Regions from separate parts of the Mus musculus genome. Here all the other regions are linked to region 1. The links are chromatin contacts, called in public HiChIP or PLAC-seq maps. All regions are on one chromosome and are shown on one strand. Each heading gives the region's core, a stretch centred on a gene start, on an enhancer-like site or on the middle of the called end of the contact. The rest is flanking DNA. Distances are from core to core; before and after follow the strand shown. Region 1 has its middle 5.9 kb from the start of Gm30966. Region 2 overlaps Rgs6 (regulator of G-protein signaling 6). Region 3 overlaps Rgs6 (regulator of G-protein signaling 6). Region 4 overlaps Pcnx (pecanex homolog). Region 5 overlaps Rgs6 (regulator of G-protein signaling 6).

Evidence for each region. HiChIP or PLAC-seq counts read pairs in DNA pulled down with a chosen protein or histone mark.
Region 2: a contact with region 1 is called in an H3K4me3 HiChIP or PLAC-seq map of forebrain, with 4 times the contacts expected there. The contact joins two enhancer-like sites. A contact is called at or near these places in 10 of 115 datasets of contacts at active chromatin or transcription factors (VIP interneurons, embryonic basal ganglia, embryonic forebrain and 5 more) and 1 of 9 other capture datasets (pancreatic islet).
Region 3: an H3K4me3 HiChIP or PLAC-seq map of forebrain shows a contact between it and region 1, with 9 times the contacts expected there. The contact joins two enhancer-like sites. A contact is called at or near these places in 1 of 15 datasets of contacts at CTCF or cohesin (the NIH/3T3 cell line), 20 of 484 Hi-C or Micro-C datasets (the Ba/F3 cell line, the G1E-ER4 cell line, the HL-1 cell line and 13 more), 17 of 115 datasets of contacts at active chromatin or transcription factors (cardiomyocytes, craniofacial prominence, differentiating embryonic stem cells and 12 more) and 1 of 9 other capture datasets (embryonic stem cells).
Region 4: an H3K4me3 HiChIP or PLAC-seq map of bone marrow-derived macrophages shows a contact between it and region 1, with 4 times the contacts expected there. The contact joins two enhancer-like sites. A contact is called at or near these places in 2 of 484 Hi-C or Micro-C datasets (the N1E-115 cell line and liver) and 5 of 115 datasets of contacts at active chromatin or transcription factors (bone marrow-derived macrophages, embryonic stem cells, large pre-B cells and 1 more).
Region 5: a contact with region 1 is called in an H3K4me3 HiChIP or PLAC-seq map of embryonic basal ganglia, with 5 times the contacts expected there. The contact joins two enhancer-like sites. A contact is called at or near these places in 1 of 15 datasets of contacts at CTCF or cohesin (the NIH/3T3 cell line) and 6 of 115 datasets of contacts at active chromatin or transcription factors (craniofacial prominence, embryonic basal ganglia, embryonic stem cells and 3 more).

What each region holds. Positions count from the first base shown.
Region 1 is chr12:82,469,505-82,472,103 of GRCm38.p6, forward strand. No RefSeq gene overlaps it. Among named protein-coding and RNA genes, the nearest start is that of Gm30966, 5.9 kb to the right of the region's middle. Within about 2 kb of position 1,302, at least 295 of the 459 cell types and tissues checked have an H3K27ac peak or open chromatin away from gene starts, as enhancers often do. A contact at or near this core is called in VIP interneurons, bone marrow-derived macrophages, embryonic basal ganglia and 1 more, where this site is marked.
Region 2 is chr12:83,043,561-83,046,159 of GRCm38.p6, forward strand. All of the region lies in intron 3 of Rgs6 (regulator of G-protein signaling 6), which reads left to right. Among named protein-coding and RNA genes, the nearest start is that of Gm31187, 38 kb to the right of the region's middle. Within about 2 kb of position 1,276, at least 39 of the 459 cell types and tissues checked have an H3K27ac peak or open chromatin away from gene starts, as enhancers often do. A contact at or near this core is called in VIP interneurons, embryonic basal ganglia and forebrain, where this site is marked.
Region 3 is chr12:83,014,111-83,016,709 of GRCm38.p6, forward strand. All of the region lies in intron 3 of Rgs6 (regulator of G-protein signaling 6), which reads left to right. Among named protein-coding and RNA genes, the nearest start is that of Gm31308, 11 kb to the left of the region's middle. Within about 2 kb of position 1,316, at least 4 of the 459 cell types and tissues checked have an H3K27ac peak or open chromatin away from gene starts, as enhancers often do.
Region 4 is chr12:81,933,225-81,935,823 of GRCm38.p6, forward strand. Pcnx (pecanex homolog) reads left to right here. Exons shown (of 36, transcript NM_018814.3): 8 at 307-491. Among named protein-coding and RNA genes, the nearest start is that of Pcnx, 74 kb to the left of the region's middle. Within about 2 kb of position 1,282, at least 53 of the 459 cell types and tissues checked have an H3K27ac peak or open chromatin away from gene starts, as enhancers often do. A contact at or near this core is called in bone marrow-derived macrophages, where this site is marked.
Region 5 is chr12:82,992,796-82,995,394 of GRCm38.p6, forward strand. The region is part of intron 3 of Rgs6 (regulator of G-protein signaling 6); the gene reads left to right. Among named protein-coding and RNA genes, the nearest start is that of Gm31308, 11 kb to the right of the region's middle. Within about 2 kb of position 1,321, at least 5 of the 459 cell types and tissues checked have an H3K27ac peak or open chromatin away from gene starts, as enhancers often do. A contact at or near this core is called in embryonic basal ganglia, where this site is marked.

The sequences.
Region 1 (2,599 bases), core at 52-2,551:
CTCCACCTCAGCAAGCTGCTGAGATCTCTAGCATCCCGTTAAACCTGGGGCAGAGACTCTGTGATGCTCTGAGAGTGAATGTGCAGTATTCGTGGGACCCATAGCAGTTCCTCTGTGTGGGCTGAACCAGCAAAGGACGGTAACTCACGGGCTTCACTGAGGCATGAGTTGGGGTCACCCTCTTTCCTTTGGTGGGTGGGTGGAGAAGAAAGAGTCAATTAGATTTACTTAAATGACTCCCCTCTACACCAGCCAAAACCAAAATCAAGGTCTCTTTAGATAGCTCACTAAAGAGGTGAGTAGCCTCATTACCAAAACCTGCTGCTCAGAGACTTCCGCTCCCAGCGGAATTCCCCCCCCCCCACCCCATGCTCTTCTGACAGTTTTACAGTTCAAAGTTCAGAAGGAGGAGGGAGAGAAGTTTCATAGGAGGAAAGATCTCTACAAAATTAGAAACGAAGTTCATGTCCCCAGCTTCCAGGCTGCTTGTCAGGAACACAAAAGGTGGCATGTGATAGCGATGTAGGTTGTGAGTTTAGGAGAAAATCACAGAGGGGCCAAGGAGAGAAGATGCCATGGGTATGTGTGTAGCCATTCACTTTAGTACTGAACTTTCCGGAGCCAGAACGTCCCCCAGCACCAACTTGCACCCGTGCAGGCTTAACAGCATGCTGTGAGCGTCCTCTGCTGTCTGTGTTTGGGCCGGCATCCAAGCCAGTTGGGCTGTTTCCTTAATGGCTACAAGCAGGCGTCTCTCCCGCTTTCAGTTTCAAGAAGTACCATAGCCCCATCAGAGTCTGCGCTAAGGAGTGGGACTGGCCAAACTGACCCCTTCAGTACTGCATCTTTTTTAAAAAAAAATATTTTTTTTGGTGGTGGAAACTCTAGAGGGCGGAGAAAAAAGAGGTCTTGCTGTGTGAACCGGGGAGGAGGGAAGGGAGTCGTGGCGGGGAGGGAGTGGGGGTGGGGGTGGGGGTGATAGGTTATTTCTGCTCCAGGGCAAGAAGGAAAGAATCTCTGTGGAGATTCCTCCCCCCACCCCCACCCCCCGGAAGGCACTTCCAGCTTTTGTAAACCTCAACATCACTGCGGAGGGAAGCCGTTGGAAAGCTGCCCCTGGGAATTATGGGGCAGGGAAGTCAGAAAGCATAGAGTGATCTTAGATAGACTGCTAGGCTTTGAGGTGCAGAAACACATACTACCCCTTCCTTTAAAGGCGGTCCAGCGGCATCAAACGCTGATGTCGATGAAGCCGCTGATGCGGTTCTCCATGATTGGAGGAAAGCAGGGGTGACGTCAGCGCATGCTTGTAATTCCCGCACTCAGGCTGCAACAGGAGGGATCTGGTTAAGGCTGTGTTCAGCCTGGGCTACAGAGGAGGAGATCTTGTTTAAAACGCAAGACAAATCAAACAAGAAAAACCAACGAGGGGGAGAGAAAAGGGTCAGGCATCAGGATTCATTACATGTATGTAGTAGATCTAAAGTGGAAATTTCTGGTTTCTTTGAAGACTTGGGTTATAATGTTTTGCTGGGACAATCAGGGGAAAGGATGTCTTGCTAAAGCAGACACGTGAGAGAATGTTTTGATGAAGGAGACACAGGTGAGAGGATGTTTTGCTATAGCAAACAGGTGAAAGGATGCCCAATGTTTAGAAAGAATATAAATATGGCCCCACAGAGAGTGGGAGCGCCAGCTGCTTTGCCTCCACTGCCTTGCAAGCCTTCGCTGATGACACGCATAGATTGGTTCACCTTCCATTGCATTGCTGAAGTTCGCTTGTAGTGACCTCATAGAGAGAAACCCACCAAAATAACTTCTTGTGAGAGTCCTGCGACTTCTGGTCACTGGACTTGGCCGATTGGCAAACCTCACCTTATCCCCTGGAGTGAACTGCCTTTGCTGTTCCCGGTGTGTTGCCTGCCAACTGGACTGGACTGCAGTTGCTGATTTATGTTTGGTGTTTGCTAGTTGACAGAAAACAATGAAGATGGGAATCGCCCCCAAAGAACTATTTCTAAAGAGGTCCACTTCACCCCTATCCTAATAACCTTTCTTTTCCACTACCTCTGCTAGAGGGGAAGTCGAACTCTTATTAAAGTAGGTTGTGAAAAATATATGCCTACATAGATCCTTGCTATAATGAATAAAATGGGCATAAGAAATGTCTCGTTGTTTCCCTCCCTTCATGCTCCAGACCCAGCCTAGTGTGGCTAAGCTGAAAGGAGAGTCCAATTTCGGTAGCTACCCAAATGGTCTCCTGCCCTCCTGCTCCGACATAGGAGCTGGGGGGTCTGAAAGGAGATGCCCAGCCTGAAGTCCCCTGCTCACTTATTAGATGTTCAAGGGTCACCTCCCCAGCCCCCCAAGTGCTGTGACCATTGTAGGAACCTGAAAAGGTCTGTCTCCCTTCTGAGCTTGGGCCATTCTCATACCTTCTTATTTCTCCATGCCTGGCCTAGCACAGGCTCATGGAGGCCACTCAGCCTGGGCAGGAGGGACACCACTCTTTACAGCGCCTACCCAAGGATCACCCATGGGCATAAGGTGTGAAAGGAGACACCAGGTGTCTCTGAAACCCAGGGCACATTCCCAGTGT
Region 2 (2,599 bases), core at 26-2,525, 570 kb after region 1:
AGAAGAAGACGAATCTCCAAGTTTGAGGTCAGCCTGGTCTACAGAGTGAGTTCCAGGACAGCCAGGGCTACACAGAGAAATCCTGTCTCAGAGAGAGAGACAGAGACAGAAACAGAGACAGAGAGAGAGAGAGGCCCTGTCTCAAGAATGACGTAAAGAGTAGCTGAAGGAGGTGTGTGCATTCATCTCTGACATACAAATGCATGTGTAAAATACTTGTACACGCACCCACATAGCATGTACATAACACAGAAAGAGAGAGAGAGAGAGATGCAATTGGCCTCAGGAAGACAGCTTCTAGGTCAGTGTCTTGGGCTCTAGGGAACAGAGTAACTCCGCTGTGTGTGTTACACTGTGCCGTGTTATCAGTCTGTAAGTCCCTGCAGGGCGTCTTACAAAGGTAAGCTCTAAAAACCAACAGTGGAAACAGAAGGCAGCAGTTATTTTCCGATGAAACAGAAATGAATCTTCTTCAAATTCTTTTGTGGAGAGAAAGGAAAGGACAGTCGCTGGAGTTGGTGGAGAGAGAGGAAAAATTAAAAGCAAATGCTTGCTCCCGTTGCTGTGTGGACTGTTCCCATCTGGCTATAACATGCCTAGTTGGAGCACTTTCATAATATTATGACATATTTGCCTTTCCTGCTTATTGTGGGGCTGAACCACAGTGGTTCATTTCCAGCCCCAAAGCTGGGGTAGGCCATTTGTGGATCAGTCAGTCCTTAGAAGCAGGAAATAGCACTCCTAAAAAGCAGTGAGGGGGAAGCGGACCCATCCCTAAGCATCCTCCAGCATGCTTGCCGCAGGCCACAGAATGGTACCCACTGTGTGTGAGAGACAGTGACGGAACAGCAGATAAAGTATCCTTACCCAGGATAGCCAAGAATAGCAGCTTAATCCCCACATGGCAACTGCCAGTGTCACTATACCAGGACACAAAACCCAGCTCTGTGGTCCCCAAAGTGTTAGTGGGAGGAGAAAAGTGCTTAATTGCTATCCTTTAGCTCAGTGAAGGTGACCAGGGTTTGGTAGAGCCAGAGAAAAATTGGACCAGAAACTGAGTGCCAAAGAGGGTTAGAAATCCAGACAATGGGCCTGGGGCCTGGGGAGGGTGGGTAGGAGAGCAGGGAAGGAGTTTCAATGTGAATGAATACTAATTAGTGACATGGATATTAATGATGACAGTAATTAACAGGGGAAAGGAAGGGCTGTCATTGTCCCAGAGTGAGCAATCAATCTTGGCAGGTGATAAATAATGGCTGAGCAAGCTCAGCGGAAAGATAATCCACAGGCCCCGGGGAGAGTCGGAGTGATCCTGGAAGCCTCTCGGTTTCCAGGCAACCCACAGAAAAGAACTATTTTTCTTTAAGGAAAAAAAAAAAAAAAAGAACAGGTTAGTGTCTCTCCCCCACCCCCAGTTTGGGATTACAGTTCTTAGCTGATGTCTGTTTTGTTCTGCATTTCCTAGAACAAATAACAGAACTTCTGCGATGTGGGGGGAAAATGAGCATGCGCACACACGTACCCACGGAGGTACAAGTGAACGCCCTCTCAAAGGATGGGAACGGATTGAAGTGTTTTTACATCCAGTTTCGGCTCATAGATGTGGTCCGGAAGCTCGGGTGGGAAGCTTCCTAGTCTTGCCTTAGAGGCTGACATGTGAGGAAATGGAATTGTCAATGAGGGCTGACCCCAGGCAAAGCCCATGAGGACAAGGGTAAAGCCCTGGCAGCGCCAAGGCACTGGCATTGAGCCACACAGAAATCAGACACCAAAGGTCCAGGCTGTCCCGCCATCAGAGATCTCACTTCTAGTCTAATGATCAAATGTCTGAAATTTTTGATTCTCAAAAAAAGAGTGTCTCAGTAAATTCCTCTGTTGGATCTCATTCACCTGTCTGGGAAGCTAGCCAGGCAGCGATTAGCCTGCTAATCTAATCTACCCTCCCCTGCCTGCTTTCCCTCACACACACACACACACACACACACACACACACACACACACACACACACACACACACCAGGGTTTCAGACCTGCTCTCGACTCAGATCTGGAAATATTGTTCCTTTGAACCCATTTTCTATCAAAGTATGATAAAGCCATGTTTAGAGGTCTGTGTAAAATGAAATCTTCGGGTGACATGGTGGGTAGATCAGATATTTGGAATCTTGCAGATATTGGGTTCCTGCATGCCTGTGATGTACCTGGAGGCCTGGATCCTAAAATCCTGACTATAGAGGCAAACGAATGAGAACCAACACAGAGATATCAGTACCCAAAAGCTGGGTCAGGTGGGGCTGTGTGTACTCTGATGGAGCTGCACTGACCACCCTGGCGACCCAGATCCTCTCTCTCTCTGTGTTTGTTACGTATCGCCCAGGGAGCAGTGATAGCTAGTCTCGGTAAGAGATCTCTGTAAGGGACTGTCTCCATCTGTAAACTCCTAAGAAAGGAAGTTTAGACCTGGACCGCCCCCTCCCCACAAAGAAGACTTTGCTGTGCTTCTGAGCCTCGTCAGGAAGAAGGCTTTCCCAGCTCCACAGAATTGAGCTACTGGGGACCTTGGCACATCAATAATACACACTCCCTCAGGGATTCCCCT
Region 3 (2,599 bases), core at 66-2,565, 540 kb after region 1:
CATACACCTCGCCCTGACCTCACTATCACCCAAGAGTGCTATCACTATCACCGTTGCTCTTAACTGTGTTCAATTGTGTTGTGACATCAGGGACAGCCTGTTGTGACATCAGGGACAGCCTCTTGAATAGGAGGCAGAAAAGGAGCCCAGACATGACACAATGGCCAACTCAGACCCTCAGGCTTACTTCACTTTCTGCTTCTAGTTTGTGAGTGTGTGTGTGTATCTTGTGTGTATGTGTCTGTGTCCATCTCTGCTTCTCAGGATGGAGTCACTCTTCCCTGTAGTCTAAAAGACACTGCTCAGATTGAGTTTAAACAAGCTGCCTCGAGCTGCTGGCCATCTTGAAGTGCCCAGTCTCTGAAGGGTGTTTGGAGAGTCCTTTGCTATTACTTCAGCAGACTTGGCAAAGCCCTCTCTCCTGAAGACCAGTTCAAACGGACATATTTTAGAAAAAACTGGGGCTGCAGACAAAGAGCTGCAGATCCTAGTGCTTTGCAGATCCCTGGGTAGTTTGCAAATTCTGCTAATTAAAAAATATCATTACATGTGTTTACTTACTATGTATGTGTGTGTGTGCACGTTTATATAGGTTGGAATCTGTTTTCATCTTCCACTGGCTGGCTCCCAGGCGTCAAACTCAGGTCAGTTAACTTATCAACAAGTGCCTTAAACCACTGAGTCATCCCATCAGCCCTCTATTTTTTTTTCCAATTTTGTGGGTTTAGTCCTATTTACAAAGAAGAAGAAGAAGGAGAAGGAGAAGGAGGAGGAGGAGGAGGAGGAAGAAGAAGAAGAAAGAAAGAAAGGAAGGAAGGAAGGAAGGAAGGAAGGAAGGAAGGAAGGAAGAAAAAGAATTTATTTGCTTTGCCCCATGTGCTTGAGTGTTTTGTCTGCATCTTTGTGCACCACGTGCATGCAGTACCATAACTGTCAAGGCTCTGACGCCCTCTTCTGGCACTGAAGTTTTAGACAGTTGAGAACTCTGGGAATTGAACTTGTGTCCTCTGGAGGAGTTCTTAAACCTGGAGCCACCTCTCCAGCCCCCCCCCCCTTTTAGTGATCTTCTTCAATATTTATAATTATATACTAGTATAACCCAAAGGACCATGTTATGAGATTCCAGCATGCCCTCTCAAGACAACGTTTGCAAGGCATATCTGGTGGTCTTTTGATGGCATCTTTCTCGTACTTACTTTGTGCTGTGTTGGACTGTCGCCAAATGAAAGGCAAAAGGTCCCTGAGGCCAGTTCATGGTTGAATGACATTTTTTGTGGACTGAGGGTTTAGTTTCTCAAAATAGATATTGCGTCAGGCCAGCATCAAGGAAATCGCAGAGTATCAGAGTCATCCCGTGTGTTAAGTCTCACAGTGTAATGATAAGGACGGGGGAGGTGCATTAGGTAATTGGCTCCTTGCTTCTGCTGACGTCATAAAAAGCTGAATAAACAGACATTTTATAGTCAATTGAAAGGATTTAAATGCCTAGAGACTTGGGTTGTCCCAGGGCACCTGTCCTGTGGCATCCAGACCACACTTCCTGTGCCAGCAGGAGTCTCTGGAGTCCTTGGTACATACCAACTGGGAATAGTTCAGTAGTTGAAGGAAGAGCATAAAATACAAAGTGACTTCCTGCTTTGCTGGGGCAAAGTCTTAAATTCACATATGTTGAGGCTACACTTGGGTCTATTCTGTAAAACTAGTGACATCCTTTAAAATTAATGACACAGACACCAAGGAGAGGTCCTTCCAGTTCAGAGTCAAAAGACTCAGGTTAACAGAATCCAACAGATAAATGAATCTTTTCCCCTGGTAAAAGAGAAATGATTTTAGATGAAATGAGTTTAGCAAAGTTTATTTAAATGCTAAAAGATTTACGAATGGGACAGCCCTCCAGATTAGATGGGGTTCAGAACACCATGGAGTGCACACTTGCACTCAAAACAATCTAATGCCACTCTGCTGACAGCCTTCCTCGTTCTGCCTGTGAGAGCTCAGTACCCACGGTGCTCTGAACGGGGGAGGACCTTCCACAGCCCCTCCTTCTGCACGGAAGGTTTGTGCTCACCATAGCAATGGTTTACATCGTAGGTGAGTCAAGCCCTGAGGTTAGGAAGACAGGTGAAGCTATCCCTTCCAATCACAACCCCCACCCCACCTCTCCCCCGCCCCCCAATCCCCACCAGCAGCATCAGAGACATCTACAGGACACACATAACATGGTCATATGGTCGTTCATTGCCACTGTTGAACTTCAAACAGCCTCTTTATCAGGAAACAGAACTGGGAAAGGAAAGAAGAAAATCAGAACAAGGTCTTGAAGAGAGGACTTCCATGGGAATTCTCTGAAGTCAGGGAAACACTGGGCAGATGCTGTGTCAACATCACGCTTCTGTCGCTGAGCTTGGACCCCAGAGAAGGTCTCAGTACGCTGCAGTTCTCCTTACCTGATTTCATTATTTTCTTCTCTTCTTGTGTCCTTGAATCTCAGCAGATGAAGGGCAAATCTGCTGAGAAAGATGTGTGTCATGAGGGGTTGGGTGACTTTCAGCCGTCACACCATCCTGATAAGAAGCCTGGCTGGCGCCAACAAGGGGCA
Region 4 (2,599 bases), core at 32-2,531, 540 kb before region 1:
CCACCTCACTTGAGCACACTCCGGACTCCTTGCTCTCTTCTTCACTCTAGAATCTAGTCGGGTTGAGCTGGAAGAAAGTTGCAGATTGGCAGTTAACCTCCCTATTGAGTACACACTGCTTTCCTCTATGAGTCGGATGGGTAAGGACGAGAGCAAGTGTAAACTGTGACTGTACGAAGCTCCATGGCGGCTCCTGGGCGATTTGAAAGTGTCATTTTGAAATCTGTGATCTGTATTGCTTTCACTCTAGCTGTTGTTTTCTCTTTTCTTCCCTGTAATGTCTCCCCACTCCATGTTCTCTCCTAGCCTTCAAGATGGTCAGCAAGGCCAGCAGTCCACAGCCCAGGTCAAGGTCCAGTCCCGCCCCCCATCCCAGGCTGCAGTGCTCAGTGCTAGTGCCTCCTTGCTGGTGAGAAAAGGGAGTGTCCACTTAGAAGCCTCACATGACCATGCATCTGCCGTAGGCGGTAGCAGTTTGCACGATGAACTTGGTATGCAGGCCTGATGTAATCTCTGTGGTTGGAAACTTGTAATTGACAGTCAGTGGGTAAGAGTGATTGCGGTCCTTTCCTGAGATGGCTTTCTATTGGAGCTATGCATCAGGCACTGTTTATTGGGTTTGTTTGCCGAGTTTAAGAGAATGACTTACTTTTTCTTTCTGTATTTCTCTTTCTTTTCATTGTACTTTTTATTTTGAGCATATCTACTACTAATAGGCAGCTAATGTGCTAATAACTGTTCCTTATAACTAATATTCTCTTATAATAATTTGGATGTTTCTATTATTCCCAGAAATACCATGTGGAAAAATACGAATTTTAGGTGGTTTTTGAGACAACCTTAATTTTTAAAAATTATTTGAATATGTGATACACAGGAAAGCTCTCTAATACGTTTATTGCTCTGAAGTATCCTGCATTTTGCAGTATGTCCATCTCTTGTCATAGGATTTATTATAATCCTAAGTGTAATGTCCTCAGGACAGCATGGCTCTTCTTGTGACTGATAACTATAAAATATTTCATTATCTATTAAGATATCTGTAAATATACTCATAAATTATGTAAGTTAATTTTTGGAAATGCAGCATATTTTAAATTCTCAGTTGTAGCAAATTTACCCTAAGACATACTTTGTGCATTAGCATATTATGCTACTTCAGAACCTATTTCTTTATGCAGAGGTGTGTGTGTGTGTGTGTGTGTGTGTGTACATGCATGTGCGCTAGTGTACTCACCCACCATGTGCATATGTACATATCTGTAGAAGCCAGAGGAAGATACTAGGTGGCTTACTTTTCAAGGCAGAGTCTCCCACTGAACTGCTGCTGATGTGCCATAATGGACGGCCAGGGAATTCCAGGGACCCAGGTTCCCTCCTCAGCTCGGTGTTGTCTGTGTGGACCCAACCTGGCTTTTCTCTTGGGCACTGAGGATCCAGAGCCCAGTCCTCAGCCTGGTCAGTGAAGCTCTGACTGAAGCCAGGCTCCCAGCCCATGCGCTCAGGTTCCTGTTTCTCTGTGTGACCCAAGTTTCCGGTGCTCACATTCACAGTGGTTTAAGTTAATAAAGAAAGTCTTGTTCTTAAGTAAGACTCACTTGAAAGCCTTTATTCATTCTGATCTTATCGAGCCCTATTACATGGGATTTTCTTTATAAAGGTGACTATCCAGTTCATGTGTCAGTTGGAGGACTATATGGCAATAAGGAGTCAAAATTAGGTTTACTAAAACTTGATATGCTATTTACTCATTGACTTCCTTTCCATTTTGCAAAACTTGGGACCATGGAGTGGTGTTAACAGATAGGTAAGCGTGAACTGCAGAACTTCAGAAACTGCAGAATGACCATGTGAGAGAGTTAGGGCATTGCCATGTGTAGCAGGCAGTTCCTAACTGCAATGAGAAGACAGTACAACACTGTAAGTGCAGAAGTTTTTCCTTCTGAGTTTGTAATCTGAGAGGTAGGAAGTCTCCTAAGGAAGATATTTGAGTAAAAATAAAGTAGAATTCAATTCTACTGAGAGTAAATGCTCTCAAGTGACTCTTAGTTAACAGCGAAATTTTCTTTTATTAGATTGATTTAAACCACTGTGAATGTGAGCCCAGGCAACCTGGGTCATATGGAGAAGTAGGAATCCAAGGGAATCAATGGCTGGAACCATTGATTCAGTCGGTGCAGTGCGGTGCAGTGCGGTGCAGTGCGGTGCAGTGCGGTGCACAGTCAAGCTGGGGACTTGGCTTTGGATCCTCAGTGACCAAGAAAAAAGCCAGCCAAGGTTTGCACAGACAACCTCAGAGCTCCACATATATCCTTCCTTCCTTATTGCTTTCAGTTGGCAGGTTTTAGATGCAGATCCATTATGTTATAGTATGATTCCAATCACCATATAACCCTAAGATTCCTGGTAACAAAGGGTTTGTAAATCTGCAAGCATAATGTACTAATCACATAGAATTGCCCGTTAGCTCTATGACAGTGGATTGGCTAGAGTAGAGAGATTCATTTTGTGCGCACACACACACACTAAAAGTGTTAACAAAGAGAAAAGGTAAAATAGTCCCTAAAAATGACCTATTTATAAAGGTTTGCTTTTTTTT
Region 5 (2,599 bases), core at 71-2,570, 520 kb after region 1:
ACAGATGATTTCTGTGTAAAAATGGAAGAAGCTACACCACACTACAGAGGAAGAAAATCTTCAAATTCCTTGATGAAAGCAACAACTAGGAATGCTATATGTAACAAATTGTCCTTTAACAACAGCAGCAACAACAAATTAGTATACAAGAAAACAGAAGCAGCCTATCTTTCTCCAGGCTCGATTTCAGAAATACTGTGAAGTAAAGGCGTACAAGCTGAGAGCAGTTGATGGGTTAGCACGTTTTTGGCTGGCATGATCGAAGAGAACAGCCAATGCCCATCTATATATGCCTTTTAAAATGAATCAAATCAAATCAGATATTAAAATCCATATTTTAATACTTTTCAGACATTGGTAAAAATTAAGAGCTTCTGTTGGGGGTTTGGTCTGGTGTTGCTGTGTATTCAAATGCTAAATACTGACCCTCAAGATCTGGTTGCCCGGGACAAGTAGATCCTCACATGCACCAAGTGACTGATGCTATGCAAACTTTCCTCCCCAATATAAAAGTATTAGTTAAATAAAGGTGGCTACAGCCAATTATTGGGGAGAATAGAAAAGAGGGAGTTTCAGTTACTGGACTGGGGGTTGCAGGTAGGGACCATGGAAAAAAGGAGAGAGTGAAGGAGGAAAAAGACAGAGAGAACAGGAGGTCTCTATTAGAGTGATGGACGAGGAGCACATGCCTGAGTGGAATGCATCCCCAGGACAGACCAATGGAGCAGAAGTAACCAGGGCAAGATCCAAACAGCAAATATTTAGGGAGCACAGTGGGGAATTAACAGTCTAGCAAACAGAAATATAGATAAGTGACAATCCCCCAGTATTTGTGCAAAAGCTGACAATCTATGGACTCTGACTGGATTATTGGGGACTGTTTGGGTTATAGTATTAACTAATAGAGCTTATTAAATCATAAACCTACATTTATTATAAAATATCATTTTTAAAAAACATAAAAGTGGCCACAGACTTGGAAAAGACATTCATAACCTGGTGTAACAAGACATTAGGGTCAGGAATATATGAAAGACTCCTACAAATTGAGATATTAACAGAATCATAGGAAAATGGACAAAAATCACAGGCAAACATTTTATAGAAGAAGAAATGTAAGTCACCATCAAACGTACCACTTGTCCAATGGCACCAATCATCTCAGAAATGCAAACTGAACCTATGGAAAGACACCATTTCAACTTGCCAAGCTGAAAAAACTCAATGTCTTTGACTGTGCCAAGTACACAAGGTGTATGGGAGACGTGCTAATCTGTGACTAAGAAGAGTGTGAATTGGCAGCCCTCATTAGACACCACGTGGTGATAGTAGCTGTTCACATAAAACTCATAAATATTCATGAGTTCTTGTTTTCATTACCAGGGACATGCTATGGCCCAGGGAAGCCTCTGAGTGAGTGTTTAGAGACACTTTACTTAACCCCAACTCTTCGTGTCAGCAACATCTGGGGTAATCTGGGCTGGGCTGTTGGCTGTGGACACAAAAGAGAAATGCACAGGCAAAGAGTAAGACTGTACACAGCCATGAAGGCCAAGAGCTACTCCTTAGGAGGATACAACTCAGAAACAAAGTAGGAAGTGATACATAAGAAAGATGCATACCATGAAACCATGTGCATGGCATTCAAAAGTAGACAAAATTAAGTAATATGATACTTAAGGGCTCTGATGTATTTGGCTGAGAAGTAGAAATGAAAACTTGGATGGGTGAGCTAGCTCTTGTAGGAAAAGCAGAAAAGTAGTAAGGTGCAGATGCAGCCAGATCTCAGAGGTATTCGGGCTGTTTATTTTTCTGGAAAATCAGAGCATAGTGGTCATTTTATTATAACTTTAAAACATCTCTATTTACATTTTTTTTGTTTACACTGATGATGTATTTCACAATAAAATTGGTTTTCAGGATTCTATGACTGAGAGACTACAGACTTGTCAAAGTTGTATGTGCATGGCTGCATATTCACAGATGTGGTCACATGTACACAGGTGTGGTCACATATCCACAGGTGTGGTCACATGTACACAGGTGTGGTCATATGTACACAGGTATGGTCACATGTACACAGGTACACTATACACAGATGTGTTCAAATATATACATGAATACATATACATATTCACTATATATTCATATATACATTATATATATATATATATATATATATATATATTCATATATGTGGCAGACTTATTAGACTGGCTTGTGGGCTGTGGTACAGCTAGTCAAATGATGGCTGTCTACCAATGGAAGGTCCAGGAATCCAGTGGTTGTTCAGCCCATGAAGCTGGATGTTTCTGCTGGTTTTCAGTGTATCCCAAAATCCCAATAAGTAAGTTCTAATGCCAGTGAGACAATGAACTTGCCAGGAAGAGCAAGGGCAAGCAGGCAGAGAAAGAGGCAAGCTTTCTTCCGTGTTCTTTATACAGGCTGTCAGCAAAATGTGTGACCCAGATTAAAGGTGGATCTTTCTATCTTAAAGTTCCAAATTAGAAGTGTGTCTTCCCCACTTCAAATTCTTTAATTAAGAAAAAAAAAAGTCCCTTACTGGTTCACCCAGTCATTTGGGTTTTAGTTAATTCCA